Linked DNA regions of Mus musculus: region 2 is linked to region 1. Evidence: chromatin contacts called from public ChIA-PET data. All regions are on one chromosome and are shown on one strand. Each heading gives the region's core, a stretch centred on a gene start, on an enhancer-like site or on the middle of the called end of the contact. The rest is flanking DNA. Distances are from core to core; before and after follow the strand shown.

Evidence for each region. ChIA-PET counts read pairs in DNA pulled down with a chosen protein or histone mark.
Region 2: an RNA polymerase II ChIA-PET map of memory CD8 T cells shows a contact between it and region 1, with 12 read pairs. The contact joins the promoter of Phlda1 here to the promoter of Csrp2 in region 1. A contact is called at or near these places in 1 of 39 promoter capture datasets (pre-B cells) and 1 of 115 datasets of contacts at active chromatin or transcription factors (memory CD8 T cells).

What each region holds. Positions count from the first base shown.
Region 1 is chr10:110,916,844-110,922,743 of GRCm38.p6, reverse strand. It overlaps Csrp2 (cysteine and glycine-rich protein 2), which reads right to left and starts at 2,568. Exons shown (of 6, transcript NM_007792.4): 1 at 2,490-2,568.
Region 2 is chr10:111,503,141-111,508,375 of GRCm38.p6, reverse strand. Phlda1 (pleckstrin homology like domain, family A, member 1) reads right to left here and starts at 2,090. Exons shown (of 2, transcript NM_009344.3): 1 at 728-2,090; 2 at 1-316. The coding sequence starts at 1,971. The coding sequence ends at 754.

The DNA of each region.
Region 1 (5,900 bases), core at 1,319-3,818:
GCCAGAAGCCGCGCCTTGCTTTCCCTAGAATGCAGAATGAGAAGCAGTCCTCTAGATCTTGATTTTCAATGCAAGAAATTCAACTCCTTCAAATCTCAGTCACACGTGCTGTCTCTTATATATTTAAAAACGTTTTGGACCAGGCACAGGTCTGTAATCCCAGCTTAGTTGGGAGACTCTGACAGGATGGTCTAAAGTTCAAGGCCAGCCTAGGAAACTGCAAAATTTTGTCTCAAAATGAAAAAAATTAAAAGGGTGGATTGTGGCTCCCTTCAGAGTCCTTGCTTAGTATTCACGAGGTCCTAGGTTCAAGCCCAGTACTATAAACAACACACAACAAGAAGCCACAGGTTTGGAGAAGAGGCCTGGGACATACAAACAGGATTCCTTCCCTAGGTGTTACCCAACCGACAGGACCCAGGAGCTGGCAAGCAAATTCCAGTCCAGGCAGTGATGGAGTCCTGAGGAAACCTCGGGAGGTCTGAGGATGGAGGGAAGGGCTGGGGGATGTTCAAGTGGAAGTCCCCTCTCTCTGGAGAGACTCCCACCAAGAACCATTTCACTCCAAGTTTCAGAAAGCGCAGGAAGTTATCTAAAACCACAAGCAACCCACCACATACATATCCCTAAGGTTGTACCTTGTACTTAGGCATTCCTTACACACACACCCTACCCAGACACACCCTTTCCCTCTCCCCCACCACCCCAGCAAGGATGCTATTAGACCTATTTCACAAGGCTGAGACCAGAGAGTGTTAACGTGTTAGGGGCACCAAACCAAGGGGTACTGACTTGGGAGTGACACTCTAGACTTGATTTCTGCCCTCCCATGTTACACCTCCTCTCCCTTAGAGGGTCCCCTATGTCCATCTCATTCATCCCTCTCATTTGTAACAGAAGGAAAATGGAAACCAAAGGCTTGAGCTCTCAAAGCTATGTATTGACAGAGTTATGCCTGGACCTAGTATCCTGTCCCCCTACTTGATACCAACATTTATGCTATCTTTTAATAAAGATACAATTTCCCTCAAGTCCAAGACTGTGCAACTTCACCAGGATGGCCCTCCAATCAGTACTGATTTTAGCATGCTCTTGAGCATATTCCATATCAGCCAAAAATTTTCAAACAAGATTGGGAGGAATCTGTTAACAATTTATGGTGTTAAAAAAAAAAAAAAAAAACACCACGTTGGCTGAAATCTGTTAATAAATATCTACTGCTCCCCACAACGGGGCCTTGTCTGTTCCCGCCTTCTTTATTCAGTTAACAAGCACCGAGGTGTGCTCCAACATATTCAAGATAACTAAGCAAACAGTGTTCCAGAGACTCATGGGATGTATACGTCTATGGCAACCTGGCTATAAAAAGTGGGGTCAAACAGCCTTGAGGAGTAATGAAGGAATTATCAGTAACAATTACAAGGCAATGGCAGAGAATAGGGTCCCAAATGTCACTTGTATGCAGTGTTGAGATTGTATGAGTCTCTCTTTTGAAATCTACCGTTTAAATCTTTCTTGAAGAATCTGGGTACAAGAATCACTTCCTTTTTGGATTCTTTGGTTTTATGTAAGTAGAGATTAAGCACGCATTGAAAAAGTCAATAATTTAACTATTTTCGCTGCCCAAGTTAAAAAATTACTACACCCAGCCCCCCCCCCGCCCCGAACTGAAAAGCATTTAATAAAGTAAAAATGTATGCGACTCAAACAAAACAGGTCAAACCAAATATTTACTCAAAAAGTAATCAGGTAAACAAATAAAGTTCAAAGTCCTGGCTTCCAAGGGGGCAGAAGTTTCAAGAGCTCTCCCCTCACCTCACCCCTTACCTCACGGATGCCTATAACTATTATCTAGCTCTGAACCCATACTGTGACTTTTAGGACCTGTTGCAGAATTTCAGAACCAAGCAATGCTGTATCCTTGTTTGTACTTTAAAGGTAGAAAGCACCAGGAAAAGCTAGGAATGTTCAACTAGAATTTCACTATGGTTCCTTCTGTGCCGGGTGGGCAGAGACCACCGAACAAAGGCGATGGCCAGGAGCTCCGTTTCGCCACAGGAGAACTGGAGCTCAGAGGGTATGGAGACGCCCACCACCCCAGAGTACCCACCCAATTCCCGAGAAGGTCGTCAGGGCTGGGCAGACACACCCTTGGGGCACTGGAGCCCCGAAGCCTCTAACCCCTCCTACCCGAAGGGGAGAATCAGCCCTGGGAGGGAGCCTGGGGCTACAAAAAGAGGCATTGGCGGCCACGAGAAACTCCCAGCTCGCCTCTCTCCCAGAGAACAGGATGGAAAATTAAAGGTCACAGGGGATGATTTACCTGCCCCAAGGACATGAGGTCCCAGGGCAGGGATGGTCTGGGGGCGACAGCAGGTGTGCTAGTGGACCCCGCATTGGGGCAGAAGTGAGAGGACGGGTGGAAGCATAGTCAGGAGCAGGGGTGGAGATGACAGGGACCGCGGGGCTGCAGGCTTCCTAGGACTCACCCGAGTGGGAGGAGGGAGCACGCGGCGGGCGGAGCTAACGAGGTCTGACCGAGGAAAGCCGCGGGCGGATCCGGAGACTGGCGGGAGCGCGTGTGCCCGCTTTTAAAGACTTATGTTGGGCGTGGCCTTGTTCGCCACGCCCATCATCGGTCATGCCCCTCGGGGTGTGCGATGGTCTCCGCCCGGCCCGCTGAGCTGGGCTCCCGCTGCGGGTTTCGAGCTCTGGCCCCGAGACAAAAGACCGGAATCCCGCCTCTTCCTGCGGCTTCCCGCGCGTCCGAGTCTCCCACCGTCTCCGGCTGCTCCTACCCGCCGGTCCCGGGACGTCCGGAGCACTCAGGATCGGCCCGGAGCCAGCGAGATCCGGTGTCGCCCCGTGGGATTCCCGCCACCCTTTACTGCACAAACGCCATATGTTAGCCTCCGGGGTGCAGGACTCCCCGGTGCAGGATAGTCTCTGGTCAGAATCCCGGCTTCTGGAATCCGCAGCTTTCCTGTCGCGAAAGAGCTGCATTCCTCATCTAGACTAAACAAATGACGTTATGAAAACACCTCATTCCCCAAGTGTTTTGCTTTCCCCCACCACTCTTTGCTGAGGGGGGAAGAAACCCACAACCCACGCAGAAACCCTGGCGCCAAAAGGCTTCGGGTTTCAGTTTGCAATTGTTTGCAGTTGTCCGAAAAGTCCAGGGATGTCTCGCCGGCGAAGACAGCAGAAAGGACCTAAAATCTGGGCTTGAGGTGACATATTATTGTTCTAGACAAAAAGCAAAATAATGTCATCTCTATCTGGTTTGTATTCTAGGACATTTGGTGATCCACTTCTCTGTCATCAGTAGTGGGTTGCCCTAAGAATTAGTATTTGAAGAGTGGTGACCTCCACGCCGCAATAGGCAGCGACCAAAACTACTCCCCTCTGTCACAAATCGATCACCCCTTTCATCCAGGCGCAACATCATGCTGTTAATAGCCTAGTTCTTTGGTGGGGGTTAGGATGACTTTAACTGATAGATGCCAGTACCCTCGCGTTGCGACAATAAAAAATTTCCCGCTTACGTTGCCAAAGGCCCTGTTAGGGGGGGTAGGAGGAGGCAGAGTTGAGGAAGGCCCCTCCGGTGACAAAGTACAGGCCTGGTTTATGCCTTTTTATGTCGTATGCTGGGCCCAATCCAAAATAAGCTCGTAATTGCAGCCAGATTCTCTGTCCACCAAGGACTGTTGAAAAACAGTGCAAGTAGTGATTGACATCTCCCCCAGATTGCGGCAGGAGTTTGAAAGCATGGGTGCCTGCTGTGAGCTTTTCTAAATACCAGCAATTCTTACATTCACGATTCCGATCTGTTTGCTTTACCTCCGCAGCTTGCTGCACTTCTTACGGGAGGGGCTTCTGGTTTGTTTTCACTGAAGGAAGCAGGGTAGTTCATGTTCCCTTTTTTTCAGCAAGCGATTGTCCTTTTTCTGCTACTCCTGAGGTCCACTAGAGTTTCTCTGAGGAAGGGGCCTAAGGACTGGACCTGTTGTTTTTCTGTCAAACTATCTGTCCCTACAGTCTAAGGTCAAAACTTATCATGTGTAGCAAAGCTATTTATGGAAGTTGTGGTGGGTTTGAACGAAGACGGCCCCATAGGCTCATAGGAAGCGGCACTATTTGAAGGTGTGGCCATTTTGAGTGGGCGTGGCCTCTTTAGAGGCAGTGTGTCATTGGGGGTGGGCTTTGAGGTTTCAGAAGCGTAAGGTCCAGTGTGTCTCTTTCTTCCTGCTGCCTGCCCACCAAGATGTAGAATTCTCAGCTGTCTCTCCAGCCTCACAGCCTGTGTGCTGCTATGTTCTCCGCCACGATGATAATGGACTAAACCTCTGAACTGTAAGCCAGCTCCAATGAACTATTTTTCTTTATAAGACTTGTGACAGGAGCTGGTGAGATAGCTCAGTGAGTAAGAGCACTGACTGCTCTTCTGAAGGTCCTGAGTTCAAATCCCAGCAACCACAATGTAGCTCACAACCATCTGTAATGAGACCTGACGCCCTCTTCTGGAGTGTCTGAAGACAGCTATAGTGTACTTACATATAATAAATAAATAAATCTTAAAAAAAAAAAAGACTTGTAACATCTTTTCACAAAAATAGAAACCCTAAGACAAAAGTAGTTCTGTTGTCTGTTCTCTGTATATATTTCAGTAAACCCGGGACTGGTGTACATTGATTTTTTTTAAATGTATTTGTATTTAACTATCAATATTTTAAAATATCATTTACTTATTTAAATGTTTAAAGTCGGAATTTCAGTTGTGAATGTGAATAAGTTCTTTTAGCTTTTAAAATAGAAATGGTAGTGAGAAAAGGTGTGACTTTTGGCTAGAACACGTGGTCTCAACACTCAGCTCCGCAGTGTGCCAGCTTGGTTCTGAAACAGCCTCGCAGGCAGTGATTCTCGACCTTCCTAACACTGCAACCCTTTAATGCAGTTCCTCATGTTGTGATGACCCCTTACCATGAAATCAGCCCCAGTGACATACTCCTTCCAACAAGGCCACACCTCCTAATCCTTCTCAAACAGTGCCATTCCTCGTGACTGGACACTCAAACATAGGAGCTCATGGAGGCCATTCTTATTCAAGCCATCACATCTATAAGATAACACTATGCAGCTTGTAAGAGAACAAATGATTTGCTGTATGCAAAATACCAAGCATAGCACCCGGCCCAAGCTAAATATTCCCTAGGTGATTGTTATATTAGGAATGGATATCATAAAACCCCGTTTTGCTTTTTAAAGAAAGAAGCAGAGGTCGTCTTCTGCTAACCAGTCAAGATACCTTCTTAAAGGTTTTGAAGTAGAGAGGTATTAAGTGTTCTCTAAAACAACTAGGAGAATTTAGTAGAAAGAGATTTGTGTGCCTGGAGAAGGGCTAGTTGGAAAAATTCAACTTTGTGGGCAAGACTAAGTCCTCCTTACGGCCACATAGTTCTTATCTGTTTGACCCCTTCAACCTTGAAGGCAAAATGGAAGGTTTTAAAAAAAAATGTCTAGAAGGAGTTTTCATTTTCCACACAGTGCCTGTGTATCAGATCCTTCCATGTCTGGAACCAATTTTCAGTCAAAATTCTGTGCCAAGGTCAGTGTCCTGAGGCAACTTGAACCAAGGCTGAGTTCCTTTATAACGTTGTGTTTGAAGCTTAGATTTTTCAAATAGTCGTATTGTTTCCATTTCTTATCTTTTCTTAAAAGCTGCCAATCAAACTGCTGTGACTAGACACCCAAAGCCTCTTTAGTTTAAGGCGGAGCCCTCTTTCCTAGGAGCCACCTAGACTAGAAGGGAAAGGAGTTGTTAAATCCATCCTGAACAGAGCAGGTGGTTCCCATTTTGCTCATGGGCAACACAGAAAACAAACAAGCAAACCCAGCTGCTC
Region 2 (5,235 bases), core at 841-3,340, 590 kb before region 1:
AAAAAAACTAATAAATAATCATAATCCAAAATAACATTAAAATAAAATTACAGTACATAAATTGTTCCTACAAAGGTCCATTACGTTAGGTGATCCTTCCAAAGGTCCATAAATAAAGTCATCTCGACGCAAAATCTGCTTCCTGCAACTGTGATGAACATTATGCAGAAAACTACGAGGGAACTGCAAGCGCGCGTTATCCGTCGGGTGAAGTCCAAACTACTTGATCAGGCGCGGGGTGGGGAGACTCTGTTGGTTTTGATCCAAGTGAACTGAATAGCAATGCACTCTTCCCACTTTCCGAAGTCCTCAAAACCTGGAAAGAAAGGACACGGAATGAAATGAGTGACTCAGGAGTCAAGACCCTGTTCCCTCCCGGCCAGTACAAAGGACCGAGTGCCCAGAAGGACACCAAGGTCTTTACGTTGGTGCGGAGGCACACAATAAAGCAGCCCAAAGGAGGATGGCACTGAACAAGAGTGATCACCACGGTGGTGGGTAGGTGGTCCCCGTGCCCTGCTCCCTGGCGGAATTCCTCCGGCTCTTCTCTCCCCGCCCTGCCTCTACAAGCTCCGGCTTGCCCATCTTCTTTCCACCTCTCCAGAAACTTGAAACGATTTTTTTTTTTAAACTTTGCTTCGGGAGCGAAATCGGTCAACAAGCTTCCTACTCTTCCCAACAGCCATGCTGGCACGTTTCTAGGTGTCCCAGGTTGCCAGGACCTTACCTTGAGTGGCCCGGGTGCCGCCCTCTTCAGGCAGAGTTGGAGGTGCTGCGGAGAAGCCGGTGACCCTGCGGCTGCGAGTGAAGAGGCTGGTGCGCGTGCTGGAGTTGGTACGGGTGAGGGTGAGGGTGAGGGTGCGGGTGCGGGTGCGGGTGTGGGTGCTGGTGCGGGTGAGAGTAAGGATGAGGATGCGGATGCGGGTAGGAGTGGAGCTGTTGGGGTTGGGGTTGGGGCTGAGGTTGGGGCTGAGGTTGGGGCTGGGGTTGGGGTTGAGGCTGGATCTGCGGCTGGGGCTGGGGTTGGATCTGCGGCTGGGGCTGGGGTTGGATCTGCTGCGTCTGCGGAGGCTGCTGCTGGACCAGGTGCTGCTGCTTCTGCCTGGTAGACTTGACCGCCAGTATGGCCTGGCGATTTTTGTACTGCACCATCTGCAACGTGATCTCGGCGTTCCAGCCCTGGTCCTGGGGGCACCGAAAGTCGATCTCTTTGCCCTCCGTCATCACCACAGTGAAGTACATGTACTTGCCCTTGCGCTCCACGCAGTCTACAGTCTTCATATTGGAAAAGTGCAATTCCTTCAGCTTGACTGGTGGCTCAAGGCTGGCGACGGTGGGGCCACTAGGTTGGGACGGTTCGGCCGTCCCCTGCCCGGGCTGTTGCTGCTGCTGCTGCTGTTGTAGCTGCTTGGGCGGTATGAGCAGTAGCCCTTCCTCGGTGAGGATGCAGCACTTTTTCTTCCAGAGCTGCAGCAGCCCGTCGCTTCGCTTTTCCAGCACTCCTTCCTTCAGCGCCTTGCAGCCGCTGTTCTCCAGCATCCTTCCGGCATAAGGGGTGCTGCTGCTCCGCTCGGCCTTCAGGCTTCCAGACGCTCCGGCTGGGGGTAGCAGTAGCAGCCCTGCGCCGTCCTCGCCCCAGCGGCTTCCGCGGCCGCCCGCCCGGAGCGCGCAGAGAAGGCTGACTCGCAGGAGACAGAGCGGTGGCGGCGGCGGCGGTGGCTCGGGGTCCCGGCAGAGGGACAGGCGCGTCCTGACTCGCCACAAGATCCCGGAGCCGTGAGCGGGCTGCTCTCTGCCGTCCTCCGGCGAGCGCTCACTGAAGGGCACTGGCCGGGGCCCCTCGCGGCGCTTTTCAATGGGCCACCCTCCCCACCCCCGAGTGACACCCAGCGGAAAAGGCGGCTCCTGGCGCCCGCGCCGCGGGGGAAAACCCAGCTCCGAGAGGCGCTCGGCAGCCGGCGTACGCCTCATTAACTTGGGGCCTTCCCAGAGCCCGCCGCGGACACGCCCCCCGCCGCCGGCTCCGCCCCAGCCCCGCCGCCGGCTCCGCCCCCGCCCCGCCCCACCGCCCACGGCCGCCCGCGCCGCCTGGAAGCAGGTTCTGGAAACTCCTGGAGGCTCCACGCGGTCGCTGAGGTCGCCGCGGCTGCCGGGCGGCGACTGCCGACGCCCAGAGGGCGCCGAAAAACCATCCCCCCACGGACCGGCCCTTCCTTAGCAGGTGGGCTCTCCGCTGCGGGGGTGGGTAGCAGATCCAGGCAGGCCTGGGGAGCCACCCCTGGGGTCAACGCGGAGCCGACTCCAGACAAGGGCATAAAACTTAGGGGACGAAGTTCCATAGCGGGCATTACCCCCCCCCCCCCCATAGCTATGTAAACATCTCAGGGAACAAAACCCAAGAGTGCTTCGAGCTTTTTTGTTGTTGGTGTTGTTCAGCCATTAAATAAATAGTTGTTCCTGGGGGCAATTAGCTAAGGCAAAACAATAAAGCTACCAGTTTGTAGTGACAGGGAAATAAGGGTGGACTCACTCCAGGTATACATTCTTGACTTCCTTTCCTGCCACAGAACACAGGCAAAATAGCCAGACTCACCAAGCGGTTTTTGTTTTTGTGAGTGTATGTTTTGCTTGTGTGTGTGTAGTACGTATTGTATGAGAACGCAGGTCAGAAATCAGCAGATCCCTAGAACAGGTTCTGGGAATTGAACCTCTGCGAGGAGTGCCATCTCTCTAGGCCCTCGGGTTTCCTTCTAGATCAGACCTTGCAGTCCACAGCAGTAGCAGGGTAGGCAGATGTCCAGCATTGGGAGGTCATACACACAAGCCTTGGCGAATGTCCTACAAACACCTGTGGGAATCTGACTCTGGAAAGTCCTAGTCTCCGTCTTGCCTTTAAACCTTTCCTGATAAGGTAGACTATAAAGCACAGATCTAGTCTCCAGTTTGGGAAAATAACCTCTAAGCCTCCTCTCACCATAAGGAGATAGGACAAAACAGGCTGTTGGTCAGACAAGGGCTGCTGCCACACCGCCAGGAAGAATCAGGAATCCAATCGAAGAGAATGTCGAGGATGAACTATTCAAAGTCTTTCGTGTGTCGTGCTATGAAACTCGAACTTAATCTGAGAGCTAACAGAAATGTCTTCTCGAAAACAGAGTTCTTGGACCTTCACCCAAGGTTCTGATCAAATGGACCAGTTCAAAAAAAACAATTCTGAGTCTTACATTTGGACTCATTTTACAGCCTTTCGTTTTTGTTCCCCATTCCCCCCCCCCCCCAAAAAAACAAATGTAAAGATTTCTAATGTGATCATGCATAAGCATTATCTTTGTGTATACCAAGAATAGACTTGTAATTCTGATTACTAACCACCTTAATTTCTTTCCCCCACCTCTGTAGAACAGGTCAGCACTCCAGAGTTCCTATACTACCAGCTGTCTTTTTTCAGCAGAACAGCATTCTCTTGTTATCTGGAAAGTGCATTTATAGTATCCAGAGTCCCTAAAGCCAGGTAGAGGTTTGTAGCCAACACAGAGAGGCATAGTTGAGAAAGGTATCCCATTTGGAAAAGCACTGAACTGTGAACTGTAGCCCAGTTTACCAGGCACTATTTTTCCTAAAACAGTTGCAAATGCCCAGTCATCATAGATTTCCAACGTGTTCACTTCATTCTGACTAAAGACTTTAAAATTCCCTGATTCCCTCTGGCTGTTTCACAATTAGTATTTCTGTGGTAAGCTATGTGTACATTGACCACAATAAGTTCCATTATTGGAAATTTAAGTTTCAGAATTTTGTAGCCTGAAACTCTGCTCTGTTTATTTCAACTGCCACCTCACTTAACTGGCTAGAGAGACTTTTTCCTAAAGAAAACAAACAAACAAACAAAATCCTCAAAAGATAAATCGTCAGAAAATGCAGGAAACATTAAAAATGTTTTCCTTTACATAATTAATGGTTCATTCAACTTGTTTTTAAGGTGTTCTGTTTTCCACCTTCCTGGCATAGCCAAGTACTTATTGCCAAAGAGTGAAGCAGATTCCCCAAGCTAGATACTCAGTAGCTCTTATAAACGCCTGATACTCAGTAGCTCTTATAAACGCGCCTTTGACTTTAAGAACTGATCACGGAAAATGGGATATTTTACTTAAAAGGACCCTGAAAAGAAAACTCTAGTTACCATGTAACTAGGAATCAGTAAACATACAAAAGGTCTTCTGGGATGAACTGGTTTAGACACTAGAGCTCCAAGCCTTAGGACCCAATTTCATGAAAATGTCTACTCAGGACACACCCACTGAGGACTCTAAATACACCACCTACATGGCAAGCAGAGAACGAATGCATTCATCACCAGCACCCTGCACTCTGATGGACAAGGGGCCTAGACAGCTCAGAGGGCGGGAGGGAGGGAAGCAAGGTCGGGTGTGGGCAACAGACCAGCTCCGTGCACAAGCTGTGTTCTGCCGTAATCCCAGACCTCGCTTCCCAGTTTCCTGTGTCATCAAGGTTTTTTTTTTTTTTTAACTACTTCAACACATGGGTCATAAAGATTGCAAATGCGTTGAGAACACGTGCCTTTCACCATTCTTTCCTCTCAGTACCTAGCCAGCAAACCCTATCTGCACTTGGTGTATCTTTAAAACGTACTACAGCACGCACTAAACTTGACTCATATTATTCCCTAATTACCATATACATTGAATCCCATGGGGCTTGGAGTTTTTTAGCAATAGTGTTAGGTATTCCTATACCAGCATCCCAATGCCTGCAAGAGTAACAAGAGTGGACAAAATGGCTCAGATGTTACAGTTGCTGGTCTTAAAGGCTATGGCATACTTGCCACCCCACTATATGCACAAAAAAAGTTAAAAAGCTACTATACAATGAAATTATCAGGTATTTTATCAGTGTTTAAAACACAAATAGTCCCACCCACATTGATAAAACCCAAGATTTCCCAACTATTTCCTAGTTTTCTTGGGGGGAACCCTCAAAAATTAATTTCTAACTTCTAAAGTCTATTAATTTTTAATAGACTTCTCAGGGCTATAGCTTTTTGCAGTACAGGCTGATGAGCTGATGCCCCCTAGTGACCAGTTTATGTAGTGCACCTGAACGCCTCAAGAGGCGTTCAAAGGAGGTAAATCTTAAATCACCTAACAGCACCTACAGTGACTGAGGTTTGCTCTCTGGCAACACCCACCCTGCCAGCGTTCTGTTTCATGGAACAAA